2 separate regions of the Gossypium hirsutum genome follow, and region 2 is linked to region 1. A link is a contact called in public Hi-C data. All regions are on one chromosome and are shown on one strand. The core of a region is the stretch at or near the end of the contact, and the rest is flanking DNA. Distances in the headings are between cores, read along the strand shown. Region 1 overlaps LOC107950753 (a long non-coding RNA gene). Region 2 has its middle 21 kb from the start of LOC107950082.

Region 1 (5,269 bases), core at 1,608-4,107:
AATAGTTGTGAATTAACGAAAGGGAAAGGTTTTAATGCCTGCTGTAATTTGATTGATTGGAACACTATATGGTGTTCAAGGCAATCGATTATTTTCATTGTTAAAATATACCTCTGTTTGTCTGTTTTAGCTCGTTGGATAGTAGCTCTATAAATAATTATTTTTGTTTTGTCGGCTATGTTGCTGCTGATGAATGTTGGATATGGGTTCGAGTTTTCTCATTTAAGTTTTACATAAATTTGGAGGTAATGTTAATTGGACTCGGGTGTTTTTGTAAGATATGTGTATGTATGCTTCATAAGTGTGTTATTTTATGTATTTGGGAATCTTTGGAATATATTAATGTCATATCCATGCCCAAGAATCTGTTGAACATTGCTTGAAATACAAGTTTCTGATACGGTTATTTTTGGAAAAATGAAGAGTACGAGAGCACCTTACAAGTTGGAAATGGGAAATTGACTTGCTTCTGCTTCATACTATGGTCTATAAGATGGATATTATGTTTTTTTACGATCAAGAGCTAGTGTAAGGGGTAGTTGTTTGTAGAATTCTGTTTATGTTAATGGTGATTGTTGTTCGATCTTGTTAATTATGTAATAAGCTCGTAACTCGTTCAAAGGCACAAATGAGCATGTTGTCATAAAGCGTGACTTTAAGAGTGAGAAAGGGATAACATCTAACTTATTAGATGTACCTTATTAGATGTTGAGAATGCGCTTGCGAAGTTCACATGGGCTAAAGAAGTTCATAAGAAGATGGTTAAGCTGAAAGAGGAAGGCAAACCGATGCTAAAGAACTTTGCTGAGGTAGGTTCACCACTGGTTTTTTTCAGTTATGTTTTTGCTGATCATATGTTGAATGATTAAAATGTATGAGCTAGTGTATTTATGCTTATTACTCAATTTGTCTGATCTTAAATTCTCTAAGTTAATGTAGGGGAATTAGTTTGAGTGTCTGATATATATGTTTGACACGGGTGTGTTATGTTCATTTTTTGTCCAAGTTTTTTAATGTATTTGGAGGATTTTTAGAGCATTATCTCCCTATATTCATTCTGGTCCCAGACTTGCATCAAACATGGATGCATAAAGGAAAAGAAAGAGTCGAACTAACATAGAGTTACAGATGTTTGGTCTGCTGATCTGCGTTATGCTTTTTTGGTTCAATGCCAGATTGCTTAAAAGACTGAGATGTCTGCCTTCATTTATCTTCAGTTGCTGAAATTCGCATTTGAGTTCGGATGAATATTTCTCCCACAGTTTAAAACATCAATGACAAGTTTTAGTTTATGCATCTCTCTCTTTCTCCATTGGAAATGTCATTCGTTTTATTTTTTTTATCTTTTGCAGGTGCAAAAGCTAATGGGTTCAACACCATTGGATCTTGCCAAGTTTAATATGGTAAAGAGTGGAGAAATGAGCCGTAATGCTCCTTGTCCATGTGGTTCCAAGAAGAGATACAAAAGGTAATTTGGCACACTATTTCCCAGCGATCTGTGTTGCTGTGAGTAGCTCATAACCTGGACGCAGTGCTTAAGAGATTTTATTTCCTCAACCACGGAATGTTTTTCCAGTGCCAATGTTGTTCCCTTCAAGTAGCACAATTTTTTTTATCTTCTTTCATAAGAAGTTTCCCTTTGTGAGCTAGTTTCGTTTTGATACTTATATGTTGTTGGGGTCTACTTTAGTATCTAACTTTACAAGTAGGTCTATTTTGACTATGAATTTATATTTCGTCCAAATTTAATGATGTGAGACAATCTTAAAGTGTTATGTCAATAAAATTTTATATATTTCAAGTTCAAAGATTAAAATATATCTAATTGTCAAGTTCAATTATTAAAGTGTTATGCCAATAAAATTTTATATATTTCAAGTTCAAAGATTAAAATATATCTAATTGTCAAGTTTAATTATTAAAGTGGACAAAAAATATACAAGTACTAAAATAAATTTAATTGTCAAGTTCAGGTCAAGAAGTATACTAAATCTTTGGGGTAAATTTTAAAATTATACATGAAATTTAATTTAGGGTATGTTTGTTAATATTTGAATATTATATTTATGCAAATATAATTTTCAAGTTATTTATTACTTTTAATTTTTTTTTGTAGAATAATTAAATTATTTGATTCACTAATGATGTTTTAGCACATTAAATTTGTATTTCGGTTTAAAAATAATAAATGAGATTAAATATTTTTTATATTATTATATATTATGATTTTAGTAAATTAATATAAGAATAATTATATTAAGAATTTTATTAAATTATATATTTTTTATTAAATTATATTTAATAATAATTATTTTAAATTATTATTAAATTATTTATTATTTATATTAATAATCTTATTAAAATTTAATAACAATAACAATAAATCATCTACCTAAAAAAAATTCTGTTAAGGGTATTTTAGTCATTTTAGTTTTTTTCCTTACGCTATTACGTCTCTATTCTATTCAACCAAACATAATAATACTATTACGCCTCTATTCCATTACATTCAACTAAACAATTGAATTGTTATTACGCCTTTATTCCATTACAGCGAACCAAACGTGCTGTTAATAATAAACAACAAACTGATATATTAAAAACTCAATTGGTTTGAAGAAACTTTCACTTGCAATACGACTTCTAACTACAATTTAAGATTCCCAAATAAAAAATTTTGAGATTTCTTTTAATTTAATTTAAATCGCATTGCCAATAATGTTGAGATTTATTTAAATTATAAGGGCTAAATTTTAGGATCCAAGTTCCAATGAAATGCAACTAGTATGGCTAACTCCCGGTAGGCTGTAGGAAACTAGAGAAAAAAGAAGAAAAGAAAAAGACCAAATAACCCTTACCTATCACCATCTTTAATTCACACTTGTCTAGGCAGTCAGGTAATTTTCTTATCCCATTAAATACAGAACCACAAGCAACATTGAAGACGAACACATTCTAATGAATGATGATGTTTGTTCACTAATTTAGAGGATTCTTTTACGTCCTCGGGCGGCTAAGCTAAGCTCTCCCTTCATCGGTTTCTCCTCCCCCACGTGGTGGTTGCTACCGTACTTCCCATAATAATTTAACCCTTCTTCTTCTTCTTCATCTTTCAGAGGCACCATTAATGGCGGAACCTCCAGAACGAGACCCGTTCCCGGAGTTCCGCCTGGATTCCGATGCCGGAGCTACCTTTGTTCTTGAATCAAAAGGTGAAGAATCAGAATCAGAATCAGAATCAGAGCAACATTATAAAGCCATGATATAACCAAATCGTTTTTTTTCTTTATAGGGAAGTGGTGGCATGCGGGGTTTCATCTGACGACGGCGATAGTGGGGCCGACAATTCTGACACTGCCATACGCGTTCAGGGGACTAGGTTGGGGCCTGGGTTTCTTATGTTTAACGGTTTTAGGATGCGTCACCTTCTACTCTTACTATCTCATGTCCAAGGTGCTTGAGCACTGTGAAAAAGCCGGCCGCCGCCATATCCGCTTCCGTGAACTCGCCGCCGACGTTCTAGGTAGCGACCTACAATAAGTTTTCCTTTTTTCGGATCATGCAATATTCGTTCCGTGTTGGCCGGTTGCATTTTCGCTTGCGGTTCAGTATTCATTTTCAGTAATTATTAGATTTTGGAAAGCGTAAAAGTTGGATCACATATAAACTAATGGAAAATGATTACCCTCTTATAGTGACATTCCAAGTTCGATGATATCATTCCTAGAATAAAAACAAGGTGGACTTTTTGCCATTTCGATTTTGGCAATTCACATTATACAAGTTGTATACGTGTCTTTAGCTAATAGGTTAGGGTAGGTGATTCTGAAAGAGTTCCTGCAATTAGGACAGAACTGAACCCAGTGTTTTGTTCCGTGGTTAAAGATGTTAAAAGGAGATGCCAATGTTTCATGCAGGGTCTGGTTGGATGTTTTATTTTGTTATATTCATCCAAACCGCTATCAATACAGGGGTTGGAATAGGGGCAATTTTGCTTGCAGGGGAATGCCTCAAGGTATGGTCCTCCAATCCATCTATTAATTCCATTCGGAAGTTATATGAGCTATGAATATGACATATAATAGCAACTTCGATCTCATCAAATACATTTGAAAATTAAATTTCCATCTTCTAGCATGGTCCAATGGCTAGCTCTAGTTTGAAGATGGGACTTGTATATGGGGTAAAATTTGGTCATTTATTGCTCTTCTTTTATGTTTTTCTAATTTTGCCTGTTTTTGGTTTTTGGAAAGATCATGTATGAAAACCTTTCTCCAAATGGATCATTGAAGCTGTATGAGTTTATAGCAATGGTGACAGTGGTGATGATAGTTCTCTCTCAACTGCCTTCCTTCCATTCCCTCAGACATATCAATTTTGCTTCCCTTCTTTGCTTGGTGTACACTTTCCTTATGGTTGGTGCTTGTATTAATGCAGGTATAGACTCCATTGACTTGCTTCCAAATCTTGGTTTATAGGTTCTTATGTTAGCCTGGTAGGGAAAAAACAACAACACATAAACAGGATTCAATACTTGGTCCAGACTGCCATCTCTTTTTCTTGTTTGAAGCAGAAAAGCAGATAATTTGACTAGTTTTGATTTCATACTGACATGAATGTGAAGTATTCAATGTTGTGCTGAAGGTGTCTCTGAATCCGACACATTTTTAACATCAAGCTTAATTCAGGCCCTACCAATGTTAAACAAGGATAAACACACTTTTAATGGCCAGTTACTTACAAAGTTTTCAATGTAAATTTATTCAATACTATAGTGGTTAAATTTCTGTCTTTTGTGTTAAAGACTGTAATAGTTTCCACCATTGTTTATGCGCAGAATTCTCTTCATTTATTATCAGTGTTGACACGCACATCCATGCAGCTTCATTAGTGGATTTGAATAATCTTCAATAATTTTTTACTGCAGGTCTCTCCAAAAATGCTCCTCCTAGGGACTATTCCTTGGAACCTTCAGGTTCATCAAGGGTGTTTAGTGCTTTCACTTCTATCTCCATAATAGCTGCAATTTTTGGGAATGGCATACTTCCTGAAATACAAGTAATTTCAACTCTTATAATTTGATTTGAACGTTACGAGTAGTGGAAACATTCTGAAAACACTTTCTCATTGTTATAGGCTACTTTGGCTCCACCTGCTACAGGAAAGATGGTAAAAGGACTGCTAATGTGTTACACCGTGGCCCTCCTTACATTCTACTCAGCTGCAGTCTCCGGATATTGGGTTTTTGGCAACAACTCTAACTCAAACA
Region 2 (5,269 bases), core at 1,752-4,251, 37 kb after region 1:
AGTTGGTAATACTTTTGTAAATAAATTTACTAAGTTATCACTTAAGAAAAGTTAGCAAATATCAACGTCACCTAATTTCTTCAAAAGCTCGTGCTTATAGAAAAGTTTTGGAAAAATATGTTTATCTATCACCTTTTAGCATGTGAAATGCATGTTGTGTATCCTCAGGCAAATATTGTTGGCTTATCGTTATCAACAATCATTTCATATGCTTTTCTAATATGTTGGATTGTAGCTCGAAACCATATGCATTCGTGTGAATTGCTTCATAAAAAGTGAAATTTTTTAAATGATTTGATGAGGTAGCAATGGTTGCTTGTTTACAAACTTCCATAATATAAAAATATTACCACATGTGAAAACATAACTTGTTTGTGACCAAGTTCTATGAAGAATTAAAAAATATCCAACATCAACATACTCCATGTGGGTAAAACAAACCCATATCGAATATGTCATAGAGATGGAACATACTTCACTTCATTCCAATGCTTTTGTGTTGGTTCAAAACTAAACCTTAAAAGTAAATTGATCTCAAAGGCTATATCTAGTCTAGTATAATTTGTTAAATATAAAAATATTTCTATTACACTAAGATGTGTTCAAGATTAAAATTTTCTTCATTTAATAAAATTGATCTCAAAACTTAATGGATTACATAATAGATAAGAATATCACGTGTATTTGATTTCTCCATCCTCTTAGTCCATACAAATGTTGTAGAAATTATTGATTTGCAACTGCTATGGTTGTCTTTGAAAATAAAATTATTACGATATTTCCATAACAACCAATGTATAATGGAAAACAACGTCGGCCAATTCACCACTCTGCTACCAAAATCTCTTGGATTAGCCAAGTTCAACACTAACCACTCGTTAAGATCAGATGAGAAGAAGATACTTTTATCATTGAAAGGAACAACAACATTCTAGACTGCTCTCGAGAATGAACAATCCCGAATCGCATGAATACCTAACTCAAAAATATGACTACATCAGGGACAATGGCTCTCATTTGACACATGCCTTCGAGATCTCTCACCATTGGTCAAAATATGATCTCTCCACAATAACCACAAGAACACTCGAACTCATTGCGAAGCTTTACACCTCCAAACCAACTTCCAATTCATAGGTGAAGCAAAATTACCAATGGAGTAAATACTTTTGAAAGTTCTAGCAGAAGAGAACAATTCATTTTGTGACCACTTCCACGAGATACAGTAGGCACCTATATACGGGTTAGAGGGGTAAAATGGCAGCAATGTGGTGGAGAACAATTGATTTAGACGAGGCCAATCCCAATTCTCCGTATTATCAATCACGTCACAAACTTTAATAGGTTCATCCAGCAGCTCTATCCTGTATAGAAAATTTAAGAGGGTCAATCTGTCTAACCCAAACATCATTCCAGAAATTAATTATGTGTCCATCGCCAACGGTCTAAAACACACTGTTGAGAACCTTAGGCCAAACTCCCATGATAGATAGCCAAATTAAAAAGCAACAACTCCTCAAGATCAAAACTGGCAACAGTCCCTGAATGTTATATTTGCTCATCAAGACTTGTAGCCATAGAGCCTCTGTGTTATTAAATCCCAATTTTAAAAGAAAAACCTTATTCTGATTCGCAAGATTTCGGAGTCCAAGACCCCCATTATCAAGAGGTTGGTAGCATTCAAATCAATTTAGTAGAGCAAGTTTCATTGAGTCTACCTTCGAACCCCAAATGAACTTTCGAGCAAGCTTTTCAATCTCTTTGCACACCAAGAGGGTTATACGTGTCGTGGCCATGAAAAATAATGGAATAGCTATAATGACTGATGTGACTAGAGTAATCCTTCCAACCATAGATAAATTTTGTGCTTCCTAATCATTAAGCTTTTCTTGGATGTTCTCTACAACAAACTCAAACGTTCTAGACGAGACCCTCTTATGAAAAATAGGCATCCAATATATTTCCCTAAATCATCCACCTTCGAAATTCCAAGGTTCCTACATATTTCAGTTGTTAAATTCCTCGTTGTGTTTTGATAAAAGAAAATTTGAGTTTTATTCATGTTGATTTTCTGTCTAGAAAAGTAGCAAAAAGTATTAAGGATACCATTAACATGCTCAGCTTGCTCCTTATTTGCTTTATGGAAAAGAATGAGGTAGTTTGCATGTTTTTTATGTTGGAGAAAACCCACTTGGAGAAAAATCAATGAAATTAATGGTGTTTTTTATGTTCTTCTTTGAATTCAAAGGGGTTTTAATGTTAGGGAGATGATGAAAATCAAAAGTATTAAAGCAATGGAGATCAAAATTGGTGAATGGTATTTGGGGATTTCAATGGACTACAAAAATAAGTGAGCGAAGAATATGAGTCGTGTGTTTCCCGTAGGTGAAAGGGAAAATAGGCTATTTTTAAAACTTTGGTATATTTGCTCTTGAACTACTCCCAACTTAGACCCTTTTACAAAATAGTCCACTTTATAAATTGAAAGTCTTTTCCACATTATTATTATAAATTAGGTTAAATTTTCAAAAGTCATAAACTAAGATATTTTTGGGTTGCATATCATGAATTCTCGAACCCAATTTTAGGCCATAATTCTAAAACTACCCTCCAAACTTCTAGACCCAATTTCAGGATGTGACACTCGTGCTTCAAGACTTCTTCAATTTCCTGACATAATTCAAACTCTCGAGCTTGTAGACCTAAAGATGATCGAACCTCCAAAATACCCGTTACACGTTCGAGTTGCTTTACCAATTCATTTTTTCGAGCAAAAATATTACCATAAACATTTTTGTTCCAGCTTTAGACTTCTGCTTGAAAAAGTTCCAAGTTTGAAACAACATCAATTTTGTGGTTCCAATAATTACACACCAAATCCCCAAATTCTGGATGAAGTAGCCAGCTTGCTATAAATTTGAAAGGCCGACAAGTTGTATTCTGATGATTATGGCCACTAGAACCCAAATTAACCAAGATTAGTCGAGGATCCGACTTCAATTTGTGGAGATGTCAGACCAAACTATCTGGAGTGAAACAGTTCCAATATGAGTTGCAGATGGCCTATAAAGTCTTTGAAAAAGATTACCTCTACTCCAGGTGAAACGAGGGTCAGAAAAACCCATATCCCTCAGCTTATTCTTGAATAAGAAATCCTTAAAAAAAATTACAACTTGCCTTCACACGAATAACACCACCGTCATGCTCCAAACTATCCAGAATGGAGTTGAAATCTCCATCAAGAATCCAAGGCTCCTTAACTGATAATGCTATAGAGTCCAAAAACTACCAAAGAAATTTCATTTTGGTTGGGTGAGGGCTCATATAAACAGCCAAACATAGGAAACTTATATGTCCTTATCTGCTTACAATTTTCAGATTAACCATTTGTGAATGCAAATCAATGACATCAACTTTGATGTTATCACTCCATAATAACCATATACCCCAAGAAAACCCTATGGCCTCAATTTTGAATGAATTTTGGAAGCCTAATTTTTCAATAACATCATCTACCCTAGAGTCACTAATTCGAGTATAAAAAAATCCAACTAAATCTGGTGAAAGTTCTTTTGTATACTCCTTAATGAATCTATGGAAATGTGGATGGCCAACACCTTGGCAACTCCAAAACATTAATTTTGTATCCATAAATAACAAATGAGAGAAAAGATAAAACACACCCATAGGGCAAGGAAGAGAACCAATCCATATGCTTCTCATTCCGACTATCTTCAACATCAATCGTCTCCATCAAAATGTTGTCCTAAACAACCATAGAAACATGGCTTGAATCTCTTTTTATTCTTGATATAATTTCCTCCATAGCTGTCATTACCTCCACCATTATGTGTTAAGACCTTGAAGCCCCTACATCCGGCGGTTTTCGCGATCGAGGAACATCCATGTATAAAGGCTCTTGACCTGTCTTCTTACTTGTTATGTCCTTCGGTTTTGATAATTCCAAAACTACGCTTGATTCCCCAATATTCCTTTTCTTTCTGTGAACTGAATCAAAATTTTTACCCTCTAGAATCTTCACAGCTTTATTTTTCTGACCATTTAGGGATGCCTTAACCTGAAATGATTGAAACTTAAAAAGCCCATTCCTATCAGTCACTTCTTTATGGCCCATTTTTTACCCATCATCAACTAGCCCTTGTCCACTTGAACTTGAAAGCCCGTTCACAGTATTGTTAGGCTTTAAGATGTTGAGATTCGTTCAAAGCCCACTAGCAACCGAGATACCTTTACCTTTTGCTTTTAAATTATTTTTCTTTTGGCAAGTGGCAGAATTGGAAGCCTTATTGTTTTTATCCATAGTCTGCTCACTCTTTCCCCGAAATCTGCTCTAGTAAATATCCCTATTAGAGATCTCATCATTATCAACAAGCCCTTAATTCACATCAAGAACATTAAACCGAGATCCTCCAGCAGTCACACCTAGATTATTGTCATTCTTGTTCCCTATAACCGCTGTGTTCCGATTCATCACTATCGACATTCCACTAACATCCAAGGGCCATAACATTCCTTTTCCACTCTATTTTGAATAACTTGCATTCGTCGCCTGTGGAGCCTATATCTTTGGGCATGATTCAGAACTATGCCCATAAAGTCCACAACTGAAACAAACGTTAGGTAACAATTCGTATTCAAGGCGTTGTATTCTTCCATTGATTTTTATCTTTGATACCAATGGCTTCCGGAGATCAACACAGATCGCCAATCGTGCAAAATGCCCCATTCTAGCACTATCAATATTCTCGTGAATCTTCAAAATTGGACCAATAGTTTGCCCAATAGCCTTAAGTAGGAAGTCCGAATAGTACCCCTTTGGGAGGCCAGGTAGTCTAACCCATTCAGCTTGGGTGTCAATCTCATTTTGAGTAGTCGAAAAGTTCGGCGACCATGGCCGAACTTTGAGATACTACCCAAAGATTACCCATAGGCCACTGGTCAATACTTTGTTATAGTCTTCTTCATCATTGAATCATACCAGATAAAAATCATTCTCCAAATTCATAAGGCTAAAAGGTTGATTGGGTCTCCATAACAACATGATCTTATTCAGTAAGGCATTGAAAGTAATCATTCATCCTAACAATTTGATAATGATTGTTCTTTCCATCTTCCTTTCAATGAATTTTTGCACCCTTTCAAAAAAATGTGATCGATGGGATTCTGTCAGTCATTTCTGTCAATACATCTCCTTCTTGTAGTGCAAAAGCTTCCTCCTTTAGCACTGGATTTGAACGAAATGAATTAC

The links. Hi-C and Micro-C count contacts between places; a contact is called where the count stands out from the background.
Region 2: a Hi-C map of leaf shows a contact between it and region 1, with 2.8 times the contacts expected there. The contact joins two enhancer-like sites. A contact is called at or near these places in 10 of 34 Hi-C or Micro-C datasets (callus, fibers, hypocotyl and 2 more).

The regions. Positions count from the first base shown.
Region 1 is chrD03:33,560,279-33,565,547 of Gossypium_hirsutum_v2.1, forward strand. LOC107950753 (a long non-coding RNA gene) reads left to right here. Exons shown (of 3, transcript XR_001698196.2): 2 at 706-809; 3 at 1,353-1,801. It also overlaps the pseudogene LOC107950754. Among protein-coding and RNA genes, the nearest start is that of LOC107950753, 3.2 kb to the left of the region's middle. Within about 2 kb of position 2,858, at least 7 of the 9 cell types and tissues checked have an H3K27ac peak or open chromatin away from gene starts, as enhancers often do. A contact at or near this core is called in fibers and leaf, where this site is marked.
Region 2 is chrD03:33,596,675-33,601,943 of Gossypium_hirsutum_v2.1, forward strand. No RefSeq gene overlaps it. Among protein-coding and RNA genes, the nearest start is that of LOC107950082, 21 kb to the right of the region's middle. Within about 2 kb of position 3,002, at least 8 of the 9 cell types and tissues checked have an H3K27ac peak or open chromatin away from gene starts, as enhancers often do. A contact at or near this core is called in fibers and leaf, where this site is marked.